5 separate regions of the Mus musculus genome follow, and all the other regions are linked to region 1. Evidence: chromatin contacts called from public promoter capture Hi-C data. All regions are on one chromosome and are shown on one strand. Each heading gives the region's core, a stretch centred on a gene start, on an enhancer-like site or on the middle of the called end of the contact. The rest is flanking DNA. Distances are from core to core; before and after follow the strand shown.

Region 1 (2,505 bases), core at 4-2,503:
AGGTGAGCATTTATTCAGTCTTCTAATCCATTCATTGAGCAATTATTGAGTTCCCATAGTCTAGGCAGCATTAGATTAAGGAGACAAGCAATATCCCCTATCCTTAGGAAGGATATATATTCTATAGCGCAAGACTGATATTCAATGCTTTAAATATGTAAGCAAGATATCTATATAATGCTGTGTTGGAAGGCATTAAAGAAATACAGAGGAGATAAAACATCAGAAAAGGGCTCTCTAAAAACCTCCTTCTGGAGCTCAGACAAGAGCAGATGTGTTAGGGCAAACAGCAAAAGGAACAGTGTGCACAAAGCCCGAATGACAAAAGGCTGGGCATCTGTGAGTAACAAAAGGAGCCGGAACAAGGGAGACAGTGATTAGAGAGTATTGGACCAGGGCCAGATCACACAGGATCTGCCGCTGTTGCTTCTCACATGGCGCCCTGATGGCACCTGATGGCTGAAATGACAGTGGCCCGCACTGGCGTCAGCACTGTGAGAGGGAGAGAACAGCATGTGCTGTAGAGGCCAGAGCACTCACTGATGTACTAGATGGCTCAACAGAGGAACAGAGAAAAGCCCAGTCAGTTGTCTAGGCTTCCGCTCCAGTACCCGAGTGGTCTGTAGTGCCATTTCTCAGATGCAAAGGTCAGAGGGCTTCACTCAGTCTAGACTTTGGAGTCCAGATTGTGCAAACTCACTTTTCCAGATGTTTGCTGATATTTTTGTTGTTGTTATTGTCTTTAACACAGGGCCTCCAGTAGCCCAGGTTACTTCCAAACTCACTGTTAGATTGTTGATTATCCTTGAATTCCACTCATCCCTCCTTACCTCCAAAGTGCAGAAATTACAGGTATACCCTTGTTCAGATTGTTTTTTTAATCTGTAACACGAGGTTATTTATTATGTTAAGTTTCCAAGATCTCATCCCTATTAATTAATAGAACCTCATGAAAATTAGATCATTAGTGTGAAAACATACCGAGGTTCGAAATTAAGGAATAATGTAGTTTGATGAATATCATTAAAATGGAATGAATCAATTTATCTCACAACTACTAACCAAAATATCAAGGTTATTTTTCTCCAGCATACCAAAGAAAGTGAGATTGCAAGTATTTTCTCCTGGGAGGTGTTTTTCTGGAGATTCTTGGCAACAGAGTAGTTTGTGCTGTTGAGTAATATTATACTATAAACAGTTTTGTAACATTGGGCTAAGACTGCAAAGCCCAAACAGTGCATTGTTTGTGCCCCAGTGTCCTGGCTTCTTTCTGGTCATTCCGCATTGGTTCAACATAGATTATTTCTCCAAACCCATACAGCCCCAGTGTAGGAAGTGGGCATGTTTGTTTTGTTGTTTTTCTGTAGAGAGGACCCCAAACATGTTCCTATATAGCAACATATATATCTATATCTATATCTATATCTATATCTATATCTATATCTATATCTATATCTATCTATCGATAGATACATACATACATACATAATGCATATATATATACATATACACATATACACACACACACACACACACACACACACACCTGTAACTCTGTTTCTGCCACCTGCCTACCACCATTTGGCCTAACCTAACAGTCTCTTGCTAATGTAGGCAGTATGATACTGAACCCTGTGTCTTGAGGTAGATGTGAAACCTGACTCAAAGGACTCCAACAGAAAAGAAATTTATTGTCACACAGAACAAAAACATGCTGGGGCAAACAGGCTCAGCCGTATCCATGATATTGGACAGTTGGGATGGAGCCCGATTATGTGAGATCTGCCACTGGCAGAAGTGACAGGGACCATGAGTGTACTGGCTGGTTTTGTGTGTCAACTTGACACAGGCTGGAGTTATCACAGAGAAAGGAGCTTCAGTTGGGAAAGTGCCTCCATGAGATCCAGCTGTAAGGCATTTTTCTCAACTAGTGATCAAGGGGAGAGGGCCCATTGTGGGTAGTGCCATCCCTGGGCTGGTAGTCTTAGGTTCTATAAGAAAGCAAGCTGAGCAAGCCAGGGAAAGCAAGCCAGTAAAGAACATCCCTCCATGGCCTCTGCATCAGCTCCCGCTTCCTGACCTGCTTGAGTTCCAGTCCTGACATCCTTTGGTGATCAAGAGCAATGTGGAAAGTGTAAGCTGAATGAACCCTTTCCTCCCCAACTTGCTTCTTGGTCGTGATGTTTGTGCAGGAATAGACACCCTGACTAAGACAATGAGCTTTCCACTCTTAGATGCTGAGATTGTCCCCTCCATCCCCAGCCAGCTGCCCCTGTTCAGTGAAACTCACCGGACAATACTGAGCCAAAGAAATGGTTCTTTTCTGCTCTGCATCTGTCCATGAGAGCAAAAGCCTTTCTCAGAAACTCACAGTAAACATCCCTGAGTTCCAGGAAGCAGTTTTCTGCCCGGAGATAGAGACATTATTCTAAACCACCCCCCTCTTCTTACTCCCTCCCTGATGGGCCTACACAATGTGCCATCCTCTGTCCCTATGGTTACTGT
Region 2 (2,505 bases), core at 5-2,504, 250 kb before region 1:
GGAGAGAATATAAAGCAATCACAGTGGGAAGGGAGGGAGGGACATGGGAGGGAAAGCAGATGGGAGGGGAGTAGGGGGTAGAAAAGAACCTGATCTGGTATTGGGAAAGAACTGAAGCCCTGAGGGCCAGCAGAAAGGATGGAAACAGGAAACCTCCAGAAATAGGTTGGGGGAACCCTCCAGAATGCACCAGAGACCTGGGAGGTGAGAGACTCTCAGGACTCAAAGGAAGGGACCTTAGAGGAAATGCCAGACAGTAGGGAGAGGGAAATTACAGAGCCCACCTCCAGCAGGAAGGCAGGGCATCAAGTGAGAGATGGGGTTGCCATCCTACGGTCACATCTCTGACCCATAATTGTTCCTGTCTGAAAGAATTACAGGGATGGAAATAGAGAGGAGCCTGAGGAAAAGAAGGTCCAGGGACAGACCCAAAGTGGGATCCAGCTCAAGGGGAGGTCCCAAGGCCTGACACTATTACTGAGGCTATGGAGCACTCACAAAAAGGGATCTATCATGACTGTCCTCCAAAAGACCCAACAAGCAGCTGAAAGAGTCAGATGCAGATATTTGCATCCAACCAATGGACAGAAGCAACTGACCCCTATTGTTGAATTAGGGAAGGCTGAAAGAAGCTGAGGAGGGCGGCGATCCTGTAGGAGGACCAGCAGTCTCTATTAACCTGGACCCCCAGAGATCTCTCAGATACTAGAACACGAACCAGGCAGCATACACCAGCTGATATGAGGCCCCCAACACACATACAGTAGAGTACTTCCTAGTCTGTGTTCATTCAGAGATGATGTACCTAACCCACAAGAGACTGGAGGCACCAGGGAGTTTAGAGGTCAGGTGGGATGGGGTTGGGGACATCATCATGGAGACAGGGGGTGGGGAGGAGGTATGGGATATGGAACAGTTAGAGGGTGGATCAGGAGCAGGGGAGGGGAATAAAATATGGAGTGTAAAAAATAAATTAAAAAAAATTACACTGGAAAAAATAAAAATAAGCAAATCCTTCAATTAAGTAAAAATGCAACAGAAAAACAAGTCTCTTCCAGTCCTCACTGGAAAGGGTGGAAGTAAAGAAGAAACCAATTGCTCTATTTAGAAAAGACGTTGTGTGCATGCTGCAGAGAGCAATTACTGGTTAGCTGCATCACGGCTGAGAGGCTAATGTGGCGGAGCTTATTTGAGGCTGGTTGTAAAGAGTCGCTGGCACGTCATCGCTGGCACATCGTCATCGAAAAGCAGCCGCCTGGCTGGGGACTTTTCCGAAGATCACACACAACGGTTTCAGACTTTCTATTTCTGGGGCAGTGCCAAGCAATCGGCGAATCAGTGGTTTTTAACTTGGTGTCTTATTCTGGGTCTCATAACGTCAGCTGCTCAATGTGGAGGATTTTTATTAAGAGGAAACACCTGCATGAGAGAAACCTGGAAGGCAGACAGACAGACAGACTGGCAGAACTGTCAAACTGCCACCCAGCCTAACTCAGAATGGGGAAGGTGGGAAGGAAGAAGAGTCACAACCCCCCTCCACCCCGATCACCCAGCATCTAAGGACCCCTGTCAGAAAGTCCCCCAGCCAGAGTCATGTGCTGGCAGCCTATGTCTCTGGGACTGGGCCTGTCTTGGTACTTAGTATCCCCGAAGAACTTGGCTAATGGCCGTGAGTAGCTGGCCTGACCTCAGCGCAAACTTGGAGATGGATTGCAGTGTGGGCCCTCTGCCAACTGTGCCATTGAACAGTGTCAGAGTCACTGAAGGAGCCGTCTCTCTGCATCTGCCGGGGCCAGCTCCTCCTCCCCAGCACGGATGCCATCAGATGTCTTCAATGCCTGCTGCTTAGAGAAGCTTGCTCAGGCAGCCAGAGTCTGGGGGATGTGTCATGCCTCTCATGTGTGCTGACCACAGCAAAGGGGCTTCAGGCCAGAGAAGGCAGAAACATATCTTCCGCTTTAATGTTTATCAATGAGTTCCACAAGTGGCTTACTGATGTACTAGGCAGCCGTGTCTGTTATTTTGATTTCTTCTAAAAATGAAAGGGGGATAAATTGCTCAGTAAAGAGCTCCCTGGTTCTCCATGGACACAGCTCAGTCAGAAAGAAAGACAGGTCTAAAGGCCTGCTGGTGAGGGATAGCTCAGCAAAGGTCTCATGGGCTACCATCCAAAGTCCCCCCCCCCCCACACACACTTTTGACCCCTCGGTACTCATTATGTCTGTTTTCCTGCTGGGTACCTGACCTTACAACAGCATATGAGCACATGGTGTCCATCTGAACATGAGTGGTCTGGTACTGAAAGTGATATTACAAACGCCACTGGCTGGCTCCCATGTGCCATCATTTTAAGTAGAAGATAAATCTGTGATGGCTATTGGCAAATGCCTAAACATTCTCTAAATCTGTTGTTGAAGAGTGAAGTTTAAATACCGGAAACAATAGGTACCTGTCAGAATGTAAGTTGCTTAAACCACCATTTTCTGATCATCAGAACAGTCAATG
Region 3 (2,505 bases), core at 4-2,503, 230 kb before region 1:
TTTATATTGTTGGGGTCATATTATTTAAATACTTAAGCATGTTTCTTCTGTTGTTGTTGTTAGGGAAGTCCAGGTTTTTGTAGAAACTTTAGCAGTTACGGAGAATAGACAAAAATCTGGACAAAATGTAAATTGTTTAAAGTTACTTTAGTTGCCAACTGTGAACATTTTGTTATATTTTATTGCAGTAATTATATTTTATATCTTAAGACGGAACTGGGATCAAAAGAAGGCAGAAGTGTTTGGGGGAACACTGGCTGGGAGACTATCAGGATGCCTGACCGTCAGTCCGGTGGGTCAGCACCGTCCTTCGTGGACAGAGGTAGAGAGAAAGAGAAGTTCCTTTTAAAGATTACTTGCTTCATATTCTAGGCGACCAGTCCTTGCCCCAACTTCAAGTTATCCTGCTGAGGTCCACCTTTGCCTACTCAAACTCCTGCCCTCATCTTCGGCAAGGACTGAAGGTGGTTGTCACTTTCAAGGCTCCAGAGGATTTCTAACTTGAACCATAGGCAGAGTAGCTCGCTGAGGGACACTCCAAGCATGTTCCTTATGGATGAGTGGCCACCAGCACAGTCCCAGTCTTCAGAGGCCGGCCCTTCCTGGTCCTCCGGCGTTTGCCATTACACGTCAAGCCTCCGGTTCTGAGATCCCCGGTTCTGCCTTCAGAGAGACATAGCTCTTGCGGTCCGAGTCCAAGTCCTGCCTCTTGGGAGATCCCGGCGGGTCTCTGTGGCAGCTGCCTCGGGTGGCCAAAGTAATCACTCACTTTCGATTTTTGAGACAGGAGAAATGTGTCCCATCTCGCTAGCCCTACGAAAAGTCTGGCGTGGACCGTACCATTGTGTAGCGTGCCGGAGGGGGGGAGGGCTCAGGTACAGCTCCCGGCTCCCCAGCGAGCAGCCGTGCCGCCCAAGAAACCGACGTTCAGTGACCTCACGTCACTATCACATTGTCCCTGGGAGCCGGCCTCCAAGGCAGAATCGACAATCGGCTAGAGCTGGGCGGCTGGATTTGCCGCTCACCCCCCGCGGCTCTCCCCCGACCCGCCTGCTGCCCACGTGCGTCCGCCCCGGCGAGCTCCTTCGGGCCCCCAGCCGGGTGACAGTGTTACGCATCTGGAAGCGCCACTCCCGGGGCGGGGCGGGGCGGGGCGAGCGTGTGCGGGGAGGGGAGGGGCGAGCGCGAGCGGAGCCGGGAGCAGCCGAGCGGAGTCGAGCCGAGCCGAGCCGAGCCGAGCTGAGAGGTGCTGGGGAGAGGCAGGCAGAGCCTGCCGGCGGCTCCGCACCCATCGTGCTGCGTTTCCCAGCTCGGTGTCCCCCTGCCTTTGCCCAGGCACCGGCAAAACTTTTATTGTTTCGGGGACCCCCCCTGGATGTGTGACGAAATCGCAACGCTCCGCTGTCTCGTCCCCCAAGCTCGCCTGCAGCGGCGATCGAGGGAACGTGCAACCCTCGCCGCCGGGCTCTTGCGCCCTGCGCTTCCTCACCTGCCGATCGCTCCCGGGAACCGCGAGGGGGGACCCCTAAAGGGACCGCGCGGGCATCGGCACCCCGAAATCCTCTTCACCGTTGCGGACCGGCTCGGCGCAACTTTAACTTGATTCCTGTCGCCCACCCGGGGCACCCGCGGCGGCCGCCGCCGCCGCCGTCGCTGCGGTCTCACAAAGAGCGCGGGGAGGGAAGGCGGCGCAGGCGGCAGGCACGGGCCTTCGGGCTGCCCAGACAAAAGGGAAACTGCCATCGTTCTGGACGACTGTTCCGAGCGGCCGTGGGTTCGTTCACCCTGTCGGCCCGGGCTGCCTCTCCGCCTTGGTCCCCGCGGGCAGTGCCCGCAGTACTCGGACCCCGCGAGTTGCGGGGCACGCGTCGCTGCTGCTGGTCCGGGCTCTAGGGATAATAAATGATAGAGGATACAATGACTTTGCTGTCTCTGCTGGGTCGCATCATGCGCTACTTCTTACTGAGACCCGAGACGCTTTTCCTGCTGTGCATCAGCTTGGCTCTCTGGAGTTACTTCTTCCACACGGACGAAGTGAAGACCATCGTTAAGTCTAGCCGGGACGCGGTGAAGATGGTGAAGGGCAAGGTGGCCGAGATTATGCAGAACGATCGTCTTGGAGGACTTGATGTGCTGGAGGCCGAGTTTTCCAAGACCTGGGAATTCAAGAGCCATAATGTGGCGGTGTACTCCATCCAGGGCCGGAGAGACCACATGGAAGATCGCTTCGAAGTTCTCACCGATCTAGCCAACAAGACGCACCCGTCCATCTTCGGAATCTTTGATGGGCACGGCGGCGAGGTAGGAGTTCTCTGGGTCTATGTGTGTGTAAATAACCGGGCGTCTCGTGCTTGGCGGGGTCGGATCGGGGTGAGAGGGGCGTGGTAATGACCTGGTGATGACAAGGTGAGTCAAGTTCCCAAGACCCTGCCAAGGAGATCTTGGGTATGAGAGCGTTCACTTTAGCTGAGAGACACGAGAGACACTGGATATTCCGTGCCATTT
Region 4 (2,505 bases), core at 3-2,502, 190 kb before region 1:
AAAAACAAAGAAAATGACTGTTATCTGTCATGCAAATTTAAATAAGATCTAATGAGAAATGAAATGTCAGCGTTTAGATGGACAGATACATGCACGTGCTCTGTGGTGACTGTTTCCTGCCCGAGAACAGTCTTCCTAAGTCATTTTTACCACGGTTACTTTTTATTTAGCACTTTGATGGTGTGTAACAACTCAGAGATGGAGAACAGTTTTCCATGCTAGTCTTTGAACTTTCATATTCAAATACATTTCCCTCCACTGCCTTTATTGGTCTTAAATTTTTTCCTAGGTAGTATTTAATCTTTAAAAAATATTAGAAGGTTGTTTTTAAAAGTCTCTTCCTTGCTAAAGGACCACTGTGTCTGCTAGATTATAAGCGTTGTTGGATAATTTCAAGCTTCCAGAGATTTTGATATTCCAAAGTTCAACAGTGCAGCTTTCAAAGTAAGAATGCCTGAGAAAATTCCACTTCCACACCTAAAATTAGATATGACAGCAGAGACCACAGGCAGGCATTTTACCAGACGCGGTAATTGCATGTTTTCTTTTTGAGAAAACTTGAAGACAGAAAAAAAACCCACAAACAAAAAACCAAGCAGTTAGCTCTTTATTAAACAAACTCTATGGCTGTCTTTTTTTTTTTTTTCCTTTTTTCTTTTTTTGACAGTCCTTCTGTCTACTTATTTGGTTTGAGAATCAGTTGTAGCCAGTTATCTACGATGGACCTCCCATGGTGCAGATTTTGATGGTTTTAATAAATAGATGAGATTTGTTGTTTTATACTTTGGATCTTATTTTTCCTTAATCAAATCTATGAGGTATCATAAATAATCTCCTCGCCCAGCTTTGTGTGTAGATAGCTGTGTTTGCAACATAGACCTTTGTCAAGTTCAAGACAGACGTGTTTTTAGAGGTTTTTGTTTTTGTTTTTGTTTTTAGAGATATTTGGAGTGTCTTGCAAGTGCTCTGTTTACCTCTCCAGGTTTATTTCCCCGGTGACTTTAAAAACACACTCAACTGTTAGTGTGAAAAAATTCACATTTACAGTTGGCCCCAATAGTAACTGGCAGTATGTCATGTGGAAAGAACTTGGTGCTCTTCCTTCACATTTGGCAAATTGACTGGAGGTAGGGTGGTGGTTGGAAACACACGGGACTCGAGTAGGCACAGCCTTCTTTGGGTACAGGGTGACTTTCTTGTGACACCTGGGTCACCCTCCACTCCATTGTCCTGTGGGACTCTTGGCTATGCTCCCAGCAGAGAGGATTGCTCTGGCCCCGCTTGGCAGAGCATCTGGGATCTTGATTACCACCTTTGTAAACCAGAAGCTTGTGGAATTTAGAACTTGCTCTGACTTCCATCAGGTCGGAGGCTAATACGTGTGACCGTCACCTGCAGTCTGAGTGTTTGCGAGTTTTAGAAATAAGAAGGTTCTGTATTAAGTTTGGCAAATGAAGCATTAGGGAGTTAGTTTCAGAAAGGTGGTCTCCTCGCTAACATGGAAAAGCCCTGCACCGTTGGACTTGTCTGATTGCTGCCTGCAACACTGCAGTGGAATGCACTTTAAACTGTATTAATGTTGAAATTGGACACCACCTCGATTGCCTATAAAGCCTTGCATCAATTTTCTAGGAAGAGTGTAGCCTGTGCCTGCAGTTTACGGGCAGAATCTGGCCCGCAGACCCATTTATTAGCCCTGGTCAGATTTAAAAACCTGTAATTTCACTCAAGGACTAGATTCTGAGTATCCTTTGGAAATCTGGAGATTGTGTCAGTATTGAGCATTTCGTTGACTGGACCTAAGAAAGCAACAGACATCAGCCTGGCCCCCACCCCAACCCTGCGCGCTCACCTCCCCAGCTACCTTCCCCCGACCCCTTAAAACTGCTTTAGCTTGGGCAAGCCATACCAACTGATGCCTTATGCCCAGCCTTCTTGTCCTGCTTCCATTACCAGTCTCTGAACACTTGAGAGCCTGGATCATTTCCACAGCGCTCTCTATCCATGCTCACCCTCGCCTTACGTGAAGGAACACCTTGCTGGGCTCTGAACCTTCGCCCATTCTAATCCTTTTGAGGTTCCTTTCCCTGCTTGTCCATTTGATCACTGTCTTTGGGGTGCCATCCCCGGCACATCTTGTCGCTGCCCTGTTAGATGGTGCCCAGCAACGTGCCCTTCATTGCTTTGACTCTTAGCATGCTGTACTCAGGTTGAGTTCCATGTCCTTTCCCTGTGGATGGAGGACCTTTGAGGACAAGGCCTGCCTTCCTACACTTGGATTTATGCAAATCCTCACAGTTCTTGCTACAAAAGAGGGTTGAGAGATATTATTTTTGATTGACATATTTTAATGTTGCTAAAGGCAATATTTTCTGCTTTAGCTACCTGTGAGAATCGCCTGGGACCCTGCTGGGGCCAGTTGTGCCCTTTGATGGTAGGACTTGGGAGTTGGAGGTTTAAAGATCTCTAGGAATGCTACTGTGTACCCAGGGCTGCAAGTCATTA
Region 5 (2,505 bases), core at 4-2,503, 160 kb before region 1:
GGTGCATAAGTAAACACGGCAAAGCGAGCTCCTGATTTCTAGCTGATTCTGGATCTCTCCGCCCCCAGCACAGTTGTCCTTTTTTTAAAAAATTTATTTATTATTATATGTAAGTAGCTGTCTTCAGACACACCAGAAGAGGGCGTCGGATCTCATTATGGATGGTTGTGAGCCACCATGTGGTTGCTGGGAATTGAACTCAAGACCTTCGGAAGAGCAGTCAGTGCTCTTAACCACTGAGCCATCTCACCAGCCCCACGGTTGTCATTTTTAATGTAGGCAAGGATAATCGTGATGAGGAAGAAGCAGTAACACACCAGAGCATAGAGGTCACACTGGGAGCACGAGGCATGCCATTCACAGATTCAAGGAGAGGCAGTGGAAGGCCCTGGGTTCTGTTTCAGCCCCTGGTTTGAGCTTCTTTGATCTGAACTGCCTTCCCCTTCCTGTTTTTACTTATCAAAACACCACTGTAGTCATCCTGGAGTCCCTAAGGTTTTACCTTTCTGTCTTGCACCCCTAAATGATCAATGATTGTGTGATACCCGAAATGAATGGAGTGTGTGTGAGTGTGTGTGTGTGTGTGAGTGTGTGTGTGTGTGTGTGTGTGTGTGTGTGTGTGTGTGTAAGTGGCATACACCGCCTCCACTTTTCTGTGTGGAAATTCCTAAATTCCTGTGGATGTCATAGATGCTCTCCAGACAACGGAGCCATCCCACAGGAGAAGAGGCTTCCCCTCGTGTCAGAGGAACCAACATAGAGAGTTCACCTCTTCTCATCCCCTTCTTTTCTTAAACAACTGCTGTCCCAGCCCTGCCCCCTTCCAGGGCTTTCTCTTTTATTCTTGACTCTCCGGTCCTTTCTCCTCCCGCAGGTGGGCAGGGACAGACTGGAGTAGGATTTCAGTTGTAGCCTGTCAGTTTGCCTTGTCACCTGGCAGAGATGCGGTTGAGCATTGGGAAGGGTTTGGGAGGCAGAGTTATTAATGGAGAAGCTGCTTTAGTTGATCAAGGGATGGGGAATAAAGGAAGAACATACAGACATTTCCCAGTTCATTGCAGAGAGCTTTGGTCCCATTGGCATGCCCTTCCTGGCCTTTCCCAGTCCATCAGCTTCCGTCACACACACACACACACACACACACACACACACACACACACACACACACACTGCAACTTAGCCTACATAGGTAGAATCTGGCAGCCGCCTCTAATCCTGGAAAACACATCGGGTTGGCCTGTCATAAAAACAGTCCTTCTGGCCATTGAGCAAACAAGAAATCCTCAATTCGGGGCACAGTGAATCTTGGCCTTGTGAGCACACTTGCTTTAGGTATGTATTTTGGCTTTTATTCTGACTTAAAAACAAAAAACAAACAAACAAAAACACCTAAGTATTTTCTGGCATTGCCATCAATGTTCTTAGTGGCTTTAATTAACATCATTTTATCTGCTGTTTCTGAAAGCCACATGGATCTTACATTTATGTTTGTCAGCTCATTTAATCCCTTAGTATTATTACCAAGAAAGATATTACCTAAGCTAATTTAGAAAAAAAAAAAAATCCTGGCAGAAGCTTAAACTTTGAGGGAGCATAACCCTGTGAAGGGAGCCATTTGTAGGCGTTTGTAAAGGCCATGGTTTTGTGTTCTTCTCTTCCCACCCTGAATAGTTTGGGATGTTTAAACCTTTTATTTTTATTTTTATTTTTTTAAAGACAGGTCCTAATTTATCTTAGGCTGACCCCAACCATCTGTGTGGTTTAAAATGACCTTGAACTTCCAGGCCCCTCTACGTCCTAAGTGCTGGGATTATAGGCCTATGCCACAAAACCCTTCTTATGTGGTTCAAGGGGCAAATTCTCTCCAAACTAAGCGACATCCACAGACCAATTTGCAGGTTTTGAAATGGATTAGAGAAGCTTGGGTTCACATAGAAGACGAATGAGTCAAAGTCACAGTTGTACTTTGTTGCTCTAAAAATGAGATTCTAAGGAATTTCTACTGACGGTGAATGTTATGGATTTCCACATGAAATGGTAGGACAAATTCTGCTTTATGCTACAATTGCATGTGCTGTGGTGGGGGTACATTAGACATTAAAATGGAGTTCTAAGCCTTCCACTTCTCTCTCCCTCCCTCCCTGTCTTCCTTCTCTCTGTCCTTCCCCCCGCCTGACATAACTAAATATTTCATTTTTCTCATGAAATTCTAAGACTATTTTAAATAGTTTAAAAATAGCCATTGAATTCCCCACTTGTAAGCATGGGTACAACTGTAGCAGCAGTAGACTTGATTATTTAAGAACCATATGAAGCAGGTTTCTAATTGCCCACTTTAGCATAGATTATAAATCAACACTTTCTGAATTTCTGTTTTGTACCGGGAGTGTTGTTAGGTACTGGGCACAGAACTCAGCTACATACTACCTACTTCAGCCTTGGACAGCACCTGCCCAAGTGGGTTTACTGGAGGATATATTGGAGTGCTCTTGCTTAAATGAGTTC

Evidence for each region. Promoter capture Hi-C pulls out the DNA fragments that hold promoters and counts their contacts. Capture Hi-C pulls out chosen DNA fragments and counts their contacts.
Region 2: a promoter capture Hi-C map of pancreatic islet shows a contact between it and region 1. The contact joins two enhancer-like sites. A contact is called at or near these places in 1 of 115 datasets of contacts at active chromatin or transcription factors (embryonic basal ganglia) and 3 of 9 other capture datasets (adipose tissue, liver and pancreatic islet).
Region 3: a promoter capture Hi-C map of liver shows a contact between it and region 1, with 2.7 times the contacts expected there. The contact joins the promoter of Ppm1l here to the enhancer-like site in region 1. A contact is called at or near these places in 1 of 39 promoter capture datasets (liver), 2 of 484 Hi-C or Micro-C datasets (the N1E-115 cell line and liver), 7 of 115 datasets of contacts at active chromatin or transcription factors (embryonic forebrain, embryonic hindbrain, embryonic stem cells and 3 more) and 2 of 9 other capture datasets (adipose tissue and pancreatic islet).
Region 4: a contact with region 1 is called in a promoter capture Hi-C map of liver. The contact joins two enhancer-like sites. A contact is called at or near these places in 1 of 484 Hi-C or Micro-C datasets (liver) and 1 of 9 other capture datasets (liver).
Region 5: a contact with region 1 is called in a promoter capture Hi-C map of pancreatic islet. The contact joins two enhancer-like sites. A contact is called at or near these places in 1 of 484 Hi-C or Micro-C datasets (uterus) and 2 of 9 other capture datasets (adipose tissue and pancreatic islet).

What each region holds. Positions count from the first base shown.
Region 1 is chr3:69,542,733-69,545,237 of GRCm38.p6, forward strand. All of the region lies in intron 2 of Ppm1l (protein phosphatase 1 (formerly 2C)-like), which reads left to right. Among named protein-coding and RNA genes, the nearest start is that of B3galnt1, 55 kb to the right of the region's middle. Within about 2 kb of position 1,254, at least 25 of the 459 cell types and tissues checked have an H3K27ac peak or open chromatin away from gene starts, as enhancers often do. A contact at or near this core is called in the N1E-115 cell line, forebrain, liver and 1 more, where this site is marked.
Region 2 is chr3:69,288,792-69,291,296 of GRCm38.p6, forward strand. No RefSeq gene overlaps it. Among named protein-coding and RNA genes, the nearest start is that of Ppm1l, 27 kb to the right of the region's middle. Within about 2 kb of position 1,255, at least 109 of the 459 cell types and tissues checked have an H3K27ac peak or open chromatin away from gene starts, as enhancers often do. A contact at or near this core is called in pancreatic islet, where this site is marked.
Region 3 is chr3:69,315,665-69,318,169 of GRCm38.p6, forward strand. Ppm1l (protein phosphatase 1 (formerly 2C)-like) reads left to right here and starts at 1,254. Exons shown (of 4, transcript NM_178726.3): 1 at 1,254-2,301. The coding sequence starts at 1,903.
Region 4 is chr3:69,356,894-69,359,398 of GRCm38.p6, forward strand. The region is part of intron 1 of Ppm1l (protein phosphatase 1 (formerly 2C)-like); the gene reads left to right. Among named protein-coding and RNA genes, the nearest start is that of Ppm1l, 41 kb to the left of the region's middle. Within about 2 kb of position 1,253, at least 14 of the 459 cell types and tissues checked have an H3K27ac peak or open chromatin away from gene starts, as enhancers often do. A contact at or near this core is called in liver, where this site is marked.
Region 5 is chr3:69,380,253-69,382,757 of GRCm38.p6, forward strand. The region is part of intron 1 of Ppm1l (protein phosphatase 1 (formerly 2C)-like); the gene reads left to right. Among named protein-coding and RNA genes, the nearest start is that of Ppm1l, 65 kb to the left of the region's middle. Within about 2 kb of position 1,254, at least 2 of the 459 cell types and tissues checked have an H3K27ac peak or open chromatin away from gene starts, as enhancers often do. A contact at or near this core is called in pancreatic islet, where this site is marked.